3 separate regions of the Mus musculus genome follow, and all the other regions are linked to region 2. A link is a contact called in public Hi-C data. All regions are on one chromosome and are shown on one strand. Each heading gives the region's core, a stretch centred on a gene start, on an enhancer-like site or on the middle of the called end of the contact. The rest is flanking DNA. Distances are from core to core; before and after follow the strand shown.

What was found. A called contact is a pair of places that touch in the nucleus more often than the background predicts.
Region 1: a Hi-C map of the N1E-115 cell line shows a contact between it and region 2, with 6 times the contacts expected there. The contact joins two enhancer-like sites. A contact is called at or near these places in 4 of 39 promoter capture datasets (the 3T3-L1 cell line, the HPC-7 cell line and cranial neural crest), 8 of 484 Hi-C or Micro-C datasets (the N1E-115 cell line, cortical neurons, cranial neural crest and 3 more) and 1 of 9 other capture datasets (embryonic stem cells).
Region 3: a contact with region 2 is called in a Hi-C map of the N1E-115 cell line, with 2.5 times the contacts expected there. The contact joins two enhancer-like sites. A contact is called at or near these places in 2 of 484 Hi-C or Micro-C datasets (the G1E-ER4 cell line and the N1E-115 cell line).

What each region holds. Positions count from the first base shown.
Region 1 is chr12:109,749,366-109,752,842 of GRCm38.p6, forward strand. It overlaps Mirg (miRNA containing gene), which reads left to right. Exons shown (of 8, transcript NR_028265.1): 8 at 1-93. Among named protein-coding and RNA genes, the nearest start is that of Mir3072, 3.2 kb to the left of the region's middle. Within about 2 kb of position 1,701, at least 3 of the 459 cell types and tissues checked have an H3K27ac peak or open chromatin away from gene starts, as enhancers often do. A contact at or near this core is called in the N1E-115 cell line, where this site is marked.
Region 2 is chr12:109,397,769-109,401,091 of GRCm38.p6, forward strand. No RefSeq gene overlaps it. Among named protein-coding and RNA genes, the nearest start is that of Dlk1, 54 kb to the right of the region's middle. Within about 2 kb of position 1,988, at least 32 of the 459 cell types and tissues checked have an H3K27ac peak or open chromatin away from gene starts, as enhancers often do. A contact at or near this core is called in the N1E-115 cell line, where this site is marked.
Region 3 is chr12:109,828,340-109,831,898 of GRCm38.p6, forward strand. No RefSeq gene overlaps it. Among named protein-coding and RNA genes, the nearest start is that of Mir3072, 82 kb to the left of the region's middle. Within about 2 kb of position 2,127, at least 7 of the 459 cell types and tissues checked have an H3K27ac peak or open chromatin away from gene starts, as enhancers often do. A contact at or near this core is called in the N1E-115 cell line, where this site is marked.

The sequences.
Region 1 (3,477 bases), core at 451-2,950, 350 kb after region 2:
CAGGGAGGGGAAGGAGGGGTTTCTGCTCTTGGCTTTCAAAGTTCTCAGTGTGTGTAGCCCTTTGAATAATAAACATATGTCATATAATGTAAATATGCTTGCGTGTCTGTATTCAGAGGGACTTTTGTTAAGTGGCACATGGGGGTTAACAGTGTGGTCTGGTCTCCTTCAAGAGGGACCTCTTGGGATGTCTCTGGTCTCTGTCGTCAGTCCTTGGCTGAAAGCAAACATCCAGAAGCAGGGGTTCACACCTGGATTCCTGGCCCCCTCCCCCCCACACACACACACACTACCAGCCCCATAGTCTGATTCAAGTGCCGGGGACATGAAAAGATACCCTTTTCTATCCTTCTAGGGTCTCATGAGCCCCACCCCCTTCCAGCTCCATCTGTACAAGCTGAACCCCCTAGGGCAGAGGCCAGATCCTGGGATACAGCCTGTGCCCACGCGCCTCTCATTGCTGGGCCTCAGCTTGGTCACGACTCGGCAGGGTTGACTCAGACAGAGCCCGGAGCAGGAGACTCATAAATTACATAATTACCCATGAAACCTGCCGCCACCGCTCTCTCCAGCCGGGAGGGACACGCTCCGCTCAGGCTCTGGCCGGCAGTGACTCACTGTTCTCCCCAGAGCCTCTGCCCGCCCACCCACACAGCCACCTCATCTGGGCTAGCTGGGCAGGAGGAGGGGGACCTGGACTCCATCCCCCCTTCTTCCTGTTGTCAAGACAAAGGCAGGCAGGCAGGCAGCCCCCGTCTTGCTGAGAGGGCTTAGGTGGGGGCACCTGCCCCTCTAGCGTCCCTCTGCAGCCCCCTGGTGGCACTTCTCATAGATGGCTGCTTGTGACACAGGAGGAAACTGAGGCTTGGGAGATAGCCTGTCTCCTGTCCCTCCTGTAAGGTGGCTTTGATTACAGCTAATCAGACCAGCAGAGAGACCCTTGAAGTCTCCAGCTACCCCCATCCCCTTAAGACTTCTAGCTCAGACTTCTAGCTCCTTCCCCAGGTCTCTTAGGTAGAAACTGAGTGCACCTTTGAAAAACAGTTCAAAAATGATCATGCACTTGACAGACATGACAGGCAGAAGGTGGCCTTTCCAACCCACATGGGATAGGGTGAGGTGGGGGGCTCCCCAGCAGAAGGACACCAGTATATAGGAGAAATAGCTCAGCCAGTAAGGTACTTTCCATGCAAGCATAAGGACCTGAGCTCAGAGCCCCAGGACCCATGTAAAAGGGCAGTCACAGTAGTATGTACCTGTACAGTCTATAACCTCAGCATGCTGGGAAGCAAGGACAGAGAGATCTCTGAGCTCAATGGCCAGCCAGCTTAGCCAAGTCAGGAATCTCCAGACTGTGTGTGAGAGAAATGTCTCACACACACACACACACACACACACACACACACACACACACACACACTAAAATCGTGTGGAGAACCATTAAAGTGCCTGCTGACAGGAGCCTGGTATGGCTGTCCCCTGAGAGGCTCTGCCAGAGCCTGACCAATACAGATGCAGATGCTCACAGTCAAGTGTCAGATTGAACACGGGGTCCCCAATGAAGGAGTAGGGAAGAACCCAGGAAGAACAACAAAATCAACCAACCAGATACCCCTCCTCCCAGCTCCCAGGGACTAAACCACCAACCAAAGAGTACACATGGAGGGACCCATGGCTCTAGCTGGATATGTAGCAGAGAGGATGGCCTTATCTGGCTGGCATCAATAGGTGGGGAGGCCCTTGGTCCTGTGGAGACTCGATGTCCCAGCGTAGGGGAATAATAGTAAGGAGGAGAGGGTAGGAGTGAGTGGGTGGTTTGGTGAGCACCCTCATAGAAGCAGGGGGAGGGGGTTGAATGGGAGCTTCCAGAGGAAAAACTGGGACGGGCATAACATTTGAAATATAAATAAATAAAATAACCAAAAAAAAAAGTATTAGTGCCCATGTCTAAGTCAGAGTCTGATTCTCACAACCCACATGGTAGAAGCAGAGAACTGATGTCAGCACACCGTCCTCTGACCTCCTCCGTATGCTTGCTTTGACATGCATGCACACAAGATAAACAAACAAATGCAACGTGAAGATTTGTGAAAGCTCACGGTGATGGAAGGCACCTCATGTCAATCAACCCTGACCTCCACGTGCACGATCGCATGCGCACACACACACTCAATTAGAGAAGAAAGTGGTGTCTGACGCTGGATAGACGGCTCAGTGGCTACACCCATGCCTTATTTCAGAAGACCCAGTTTGATTCCCAGTACCCACATTAAATAAAAATAAGCCCAGCAGCTGAAGAACCTAAGTTTAAAAAAAAATAAACAAAATAAAATGCATCTTTAAAAATAAAGAAATGAATAAGTAGATAAAGCCTGCCTGCCTGACTGTATAGACTTCAGGGCTCTCCTTGTGTTATCCTCCACCGGTATTTCTGGCTTTCTCATCTCAGCCTCAGTTTCCTTAGGTACACATTGGGATCAACTCCATCCTCCTCACAAACAGGATAACTAAGGGGAAATTTTTTTGGCAGTGCTTTAGGCTTTCTTTGACTTGAGGGCTCCCTCCAAGGCTCTTCTTGAGTTGGGCACCCCCTTTAAGGTTCTCATTGGGTTGTGGCTCCCTCCAAAGCTCTTACTGACTTGACAGTTCCACCCCAAATCTCTCACTGAGTTTAGGATACCCTCTTTAAGGTTAATTCATAGACTGTTACAACCCCCACCCCTCAGTCCAGAATCAGACAACAGTGTCCCTTGACTCCTCACGAAAACACAGAGTCGAATTTTGAAGCTTGCCTATATCCGGTGACTGTGCACTCCCAAGCCATCTTCCCAAGATACCCTTCCAAAGTACCCCTAGCAAGGGACAGAAACCCTCAAACAGAAAAGACACTATGCTCCAATCAGCATCTGGGTTCCAACTAAACCTCCTTGGATGGTTCTGGGGGAGCAGGCGATCCCCCAGCGGTAGACCTGGGCCATCAAGAGACCCTCCCAGGCAGATAGAAAGATGGCCCAGTGGTAGAACTATCCAGTGCTTCCTAATACCCTGAGTTCAATCCCCAAAGCCATGATTTTTTTAAGGGCTGATGTGCACCTGAGGACCAAGATTTCTGTGGGGGAACCCTAGATGAGGTCGGAAGGTGCAGAGTAACCCAGGATGTAGGCAGAGCATCTGATGACAAGAATGGAGAGGGGCTCAAAAAATGGAGACAAGTGTGTACTGTGTCAGAAACTGGGTTAGAAGAAAGGGACAGGGTTCAGGTGAAGGGGTTAGGAATGTGGCCCAGAGGGTAGAGTGCTTGCCTGGCATGCATGCAGCTCTGGGTTCAATCCTTAACACTGCATAAAGTGGGAGTGTGGCTAACACAGAGAATTCCAGAACTCTGAAAGCTAAAGGAAGAAAGGTCAGATTCATCTTTGGTTGCAGAGCCAGCTCAAGGACAGCTGGTGTTACATGAAACCCTTGCTGGAAAAATTA
Region 2 (3,323 bases), core at 738-3,237:
GAGACAAGAAGCTTTCCCCTCTGTTTTCCCAGGAAGGGGATACAGTGAGCTCATGCCAGGGTATGGATTCCTCAAGGCAAGGAGAATTCTTCTCAATCTCTTCCCACAGGCCCTGAATAGGCCCTCCATCCGTCACTGGGCAAGGTCTGGGCTGCAGCTGGGGGGCAGCTGCCATGCTGGCTCCCTCACTGATGGCCCTGCCAAGCCTTGTTCCTGCTTGGCCTCCCTGCACCAGGCTCTACTGAACTGGGAAGGAGTCCCCAAGGTCAAGAAGTACCCAAGGGGCCTACACCAACCCCAGGCAAATGACAGACTGGAATTTCCATGCAAGAAGCCAAACTGAGCTGTTCTTCCTGCTACAGTAAAATCCAAAGCCTGGAAGTCATCAGTTAGGTAGGGTTAGAGGGGACAGACCCATCTTGTAGGAGTACCAAGAGGGACAAGGTGATTAGCTGGTGGGGATAGAAATGGGGTCTGGTTCTGTCTTGAAACCCCAGGCTGTGGTTGAGGGAGCCTGGGATACCACTGACAGAGAAGTACATAACCAGTACGGTGTCTTCCGCCCTGCTGGTCTTACCAGAGACTCAGTTTACCAACCTGTTTCTGACCAGAGAGAGGGTTATCATGGGCCCAAGGTGTCAATGTGGGCTGCTCTGGGTAGGGGGCGGGGCACGGGGGCGCGGGGGGCGGGGAGCAGCGCAGTTCTCCGTAGCCTTCCAACTTCAACTAGGTTCATTCCAGAAAACCCATTCTGCAGGTTAGACTTCTAGTCAAGAATTTTCTGGAGTTAGGGTGGGCATAAAGCTCAGTCTGTAGAGGTCAGACCTAGGATGTGTGAAACCCTGGGCTCGACCCTCAGCATTGTGTAACCTGGGGGTGGTGGCAGCTCGGGAGGTGGACGCAGGAGGAAAGGAAGTGAAACATCACCCAGACAACAAGGAGAACTAGAGACCAGCCTGGTTCACGAGATGCTGTATTGCTGTTGTTCTGTTTTGTTTTGTTTTTTTAAGAATTTCTATATTCAAAAATCCTAATTTGGAGGGGGGGGGAGGCCTAATATCCGCCAATAGCAGCACCTACAGCTTACGTGAGCCCTCATGATCTTCCCACAGAAAGACGATCTAACTTTGTAGAAAACGTTATGTTTTCAGAGCTACCTTTTTGTTCTTTGTGTTTGTGATTTTCTTGGTTTTGCACACCAGCTCTGATGCTCGGCTCCCTCAGGAAATGCTCAGAGACTTCGAATGCCAGCAGCAAGCATCCTCCTCCTGGGGCCTCTGGAGAGCAGCCAGCCTTGGGAGTGACCCACCCTGCCTCATGCCTCATGCCTCATAGGGTCTTACTGATAAAAGAGTGTCTGCAGAATCTCAAGGAGTGCACCGAGCAGCTTAAGTGAGTGCGAGGGGCCCTGGCCCCAGTGTGGGGCATTCTTGGCTCATCCATCGTGGCTCTGGCCTCTCCTATTCACATCTGCAGATTCCTCAGAATATTTGTGCCTTCCGGAGTCATTCTGTCTCTCTTCAGGAAGAAGTAAAGATAAGAGGCCAGGCAAAAGGCAGTGACAGGATCTGTCCTCCAAATGCTTCTTTTCCCAGGGACCACCTCCTGGGAACACAGGCGTACCCTCCAGCCTGAGCCCAGGAGGAGCGGGAACAGCTTCCATTCATCATCTTAGGTTCTAAGCTCGGGATCGTGGGTGCTGCTTTCTGTCCCACCCCATCCCCCCCACAACAAAAAACAACTTAAAATGATACTCCTTGGGTTCCCTCTAATGTGCTGGGTGTTTATGATATTTTTTTAAGGGCCTCATCAAAGAGAATGCAGCAATGCCGCCCCTTACTTCACAGCAGTACCGCCCATGATGAATTATTCACATCTGCGGTGAACCGGGGACTCCACAAACCGGGACAGCTGAAGCCGTCCCTTTCCGAGGGACTATTTTTATCTTCTTTTGCAATCTTTCATCTCGGGAGACACGCGGTTCGGGGAGCCCGTTGTGCAGAGCCCAAGTTGGCGGGATGTCAAGTCTGGAGTGGTAGGGTTCTCCCAGCTTCTGCTTAGAGTACAAATTCGTGGAAACAGGAGCGAGCGCTGGGAGTCGTGCTGTTGAAGTCTAACCAGGGGCCGTGGAGGGGCTCCGCGGACTCCCCGTGTCTCACCCGAGGGATTCTGGGAAACCTGATCTCCACTGTAAGCCCTAGCCATGGTGGAGACATTTCCCATTTCTTTCTACTGGGATTCAATTTTCTAAGGATTAGTATATGGGGTTCTGTGGGGGAAATGTGTGGGTTCTGTGCTTGTCCTGGTACCCATCCCAAGAAAGCAAAAACCTTCCCGGTCGCTAGGCTCAAGGTATAGGCCTTGCCAGCCTCCAACTGTCAATACTGCCCCCGTGTCTTTAAAAAGCAGCTCGTGAGGTCTGCCTGGTGAGATGGCTCAGTGGGTAGTTTCTTGCTTCCAAACTTCATGACTTGAGTTCCAGACCCGGGACCCACATGGTAGAGGGAACAAACTGACTCCTGAAAGGTGGCCTCTGACCTTCACATCTGTGCCATGGCAGTACCCCATCCTCACACACAAATTAAATAAATAAGTGTAGTAAAAATGTTTAAAGCCTGTGAAATGTTTAAAGCCAGCATGATGGCCATGAGTCACACCGGGCTATGATGCGCTTGAAACGTAGTTGGTTTCGGAATGAAATGCGCCGTGACAGCCACACATCGGAGTTCAGAGATGCAAGTGGTGAGGGATATAAGCTGTCTCGTTCACATTTCATATTCATCCTGATTGTGTGCTGAGACGGCGATGGTTTGCCTTCGATGAATGAAATATGTTGTTAAAATGATTTCATCTGCTCATTTTACTTTTTAAAACATTTCAAGTGCCTTCTGGGACTTGCCTTTTAATTCCTCGGGACTGCATTTTTCTGGAAGGGAAATGCTAGGCAGAAGCCACTTCTTGGTGGTGAGATTACAAAGACCCCCCACCCCCTTTTGTTTATAATTTCCTAAACTTTGCAGTGATCTCAACGCTAGCCTTGCTTGATACACAGAAAGGCGCAGGAAAGTATTACGACTGAGCCTCAGAGCTTGCTGGCCACACAGACAGGCTAATCAGCCACCCTGAGGAGACTGTCAAGCAAGAGCAGGAAAATGAAAGAGGGGGGCTTTGAGGGAAACTGGGGTGACAGCTGGGCCTCAAGGCTCAAGAGCACAGAGGAATGGCAGACAGGGCCCCAATGAGGACCACGAGGAAGTCTTTCTAGCACGGTTTGGGTCCGGCACAGGAACCTTTCCAATACACGACAGGAAGCTCTTCGCTTC
Region 3 (3,559 bases), core at 877-3,376, 430 kb after region 2:
TTGAGCTACTTAGAGAGTATCAGATCTGCCAGGGACACACACAGACACACACACACACACACACACACACACACACACACACACACACACAGGCTTCCACTGGGGGATGTTGCTCAATGACAGCCACTTAATTGGCATGACTAGGATGTTAGGTTCAATCTTTGGTATTAAAAAGGAGAAGGGGAGGGGGATAGAGGGAGGGGGAGGAGGAGGAGGAGGAAGAGGAAGAGGAAGAGGAAGAGGAAGAGGAAGAGGAAGAGGAAGAGGAAGAGGAAGAGGAAGAGGAGAAAACCTATATGCCATTGTCACTGGTGCTTGACAAGCCGAAGCAACTGCCCTTCCCGAGCTACCAGCAAAGAAGATTCCACAGCATAGGCACTTACGACAACCCTTTGCTGTTTGTTCCTGAAAGGTCAAGCAAATGCCGTTCACAAAGTGCAGTGTGTCTTCATAAGAAGACGCTCTCAACACACCATACAAAAGACAGATGAAATGTATATCACCACAGAAAGTCCATGTAAGACAGCCGTACAGAACATTATACGCAAAGGTGACAAGCATATAACTTTTCCTCTGAGTTCAGGAATGAGACAGACAGACAGACACACACACACACACACACACACACACACACATGCACACGCACATGCACATGAACACACACACCCCTGGCCACTTCTGTGTTGGAGGCCCTGGTCAAAGCAATTAAATAAGAAAAAAGATATGAAAATCAGAAAGGAAGACATCAAATCTTGTCTTTTTGTATACAACATGATTCAGTATATATATATATTTAAAAGCCATTAATGACTACCAAAAAAGGCCATAACTAATTTACTTTAAAATATGGTAGAAAATTAATACATGAAAATCAGAAGCTACCAGTACACAACAGCTATTTGAAGACAAATAAAAAAAAAAAAAAAGCAATCTCACTTCAGTAGCTACAAAAATGAAATGAATTTAACCAAGGATGTAATAAGCTACATAAAACGTTGATGGAAGATAAGTCCAGGAGACAGGTAAATAAACAGAAAGATAGCCCATATTCATGGAAGGGAAACTAATTTTGTTTAAAATGTCCATAATGTCAGAAAAGACAGCTACAGATCTCATTAATGTCTACCAAACCCCCAATATTACTCTCCATATAAGTGGGAAGGACAATCCTGACATTTGAATGGAGCCATACAAGTCTCTGGATAACTAAAGAACCCTGAGCCGGAGCTAGGAGCATCACAGTGGATTCAAACTCTCCGACATAGCTGTAGCTACCAAGACACAACACACTGATCAATGCAGATCAATGCAACCTGTTAGAGAGTCCCCAAACAGACGTGTGCATCTGCGCCTGGCTGGCAGAGAAGCCAGGGACACGGGAGGGGGAAGACTCACATGTAGAAAACGAAACTGAGCTATTGCCTTATATTATATTATTATATACAAAAAAAAAAGTCTCCAAAGGGACTAAGGGGTCTGACATCGAACTGTAAAATTATTGTAAGGGATAAGTTTTTGCGATATGGGTCTTGGTTATAATTTTTTTTTTTTTTTGTATCACCTTTAAAGAGCAGATAACAAAGACAAAGCAAGCAAAAACAAAACAAACAGAAATCACAGGGCTCCGTCAGGCAGAAAACAGAAGAAAATGCTTTTAAATTATACAAAACAAAACCTTAATCTATGTAATAAAGCTGGTGGAAAGGATCCTGGGCAGCCCTGACTTCTTGGAAACAACACAAGTCACCTCTGGATGATTTGTCCCCTCCCTGACTGATGGACTGCTTATTGCTTAGAAGGGTGATTAAAAGCCATGGCCATCTTGCTGAGCTGAGCCAGGTCCAAGAATTGGAAGTTCTGGGGATTCTGGTAAGGGACACTGGGACCTGCTGACAGACAGACAGACAGACAGAATGAAAGTGGGGATAAAGAGAGTGTGGGGAGAGAGTATGGAGAGAGAGAGAGACAGAGAAAGAGAGAGAGAGAGACAGAGAGAGAGAGAGGCAGCAACAGAGGCAGGCAGGCAGGCAGAACATTTGAGCAAACAGTGTCCATCCAGCCTGTGCTTGGCTGCTGTGTCTTTTAGGTTTGGGATGAGGACCACGGAGCAGGAAGGCTGGGGACGCCAGGGGGCAGCCATGTCAGGGTCTAGAACTGGCATGCTGGAGTAGACACGCCCCCAGCTCACACTGAGGGGCAGGTGCGATACCCAGGCCGGCTCTGGCGAGTGGGAAGTGGGCAGCGATGTTTTGTACCACCTACAGTGTCCAGGCCAGATGCTGGGGTCCTGAGAGGGCATCTGTGGCGGAGGAATAACATTACAGTCATGGCATTTAGAGGCACGGTTGGATTTAGCAGTCCCAGGGCCACCAAAACACAATGTTCTGCTGGGATGTGGGCAGCTCCAGCCTGCCCTCCCTTCATTACCACAGGCTTACAGGGTGTGTGGACATGTCCTCCAGCGAAAAAGGGCCAGCTCTGCCCCAGGACCGTTGGGTTGGAGCCCAGGGACACTTTCCCAGGCTGACCCGGAGGCCCGGTGCTCTGTGGGCGGCAGCAGTGACCCCAGCTCACCCTGGGGAGGGGGGTAGTCACGTCTCCTGTCTGGCCCAGTCGCTCTCCTTGGTGGCTATAATTGGCAGGACCACAAGGAGGGTTTTGTTGACCCCTCTGCAAGGGCAGCACATGGTGGGGGGGCTGCCCCTTTCATCTCTCAGGCCCCCAATTACCCCTTTCTCTGGCCTGGATCAAGATGCTTTTAAATAGTACCAGTCAAGGCCTTGAGGGTTGAAGTGCTGGGGGAACACGGGGCCCCTGCAGCTGCTCACAAAGCAAAGAGGGTGTACTCCTGGACCTGGGAAGAAAGAGGCTCAATTGGGGTTCAAAAATATATTCTTGCTCCAAGATGTCCCTGCCCTGTTACCCAGCCTGGGGACACTAAAGTATGACCCCACTGCAACCCTTGTGGCCCTTCCCTCAGGGGTCTACCTGAGTGTTCCCTGTAAAAGTCAGCTCAGACAGTGGACAATGGGTACCAGCTTGCAAGGCTTGCCCACTATCCCCCTCCTCTACAGTGCCCATGCCAGTAGTGACTTTCCTTCCTTTTACCCTTCCCCTAACAGACCCCTTCGTGACCTTTCAAAACCAGCTCACACAAGGGATGGGGCTTCTATCTAGCTGTCATTGTTCCGTGGGCCATACTGGACATCCACCATCATGCCTGGACACTTGGGAATCATAAGAATGCGTGCTTTGAGCCCTTGACCCTAGTACCAACAGCCGGAACTGGGAGAAAGAAGGAGTTGAGAAGATGCCCCTCAATCTAATTTAAACCTGTTCCCAGCCTCAGTCTTTCCTCCTTTGACTGAGCTCTCTATGCCTGGTCCCATTGCTTGAGCCAGCCAGGAGCCACCAATTTCAGTGTGTGCTCTGCAGCCTCTGCCATCTGGGACATGGGCCTTTTTCTGAGTCTCACATAGACGACTGCTCCAGACCTCGGCATGCGATTTTCAGGGTGGGTCTGACAAGAGTAGCTGGGGTAGGTACTCACTCTCCACAC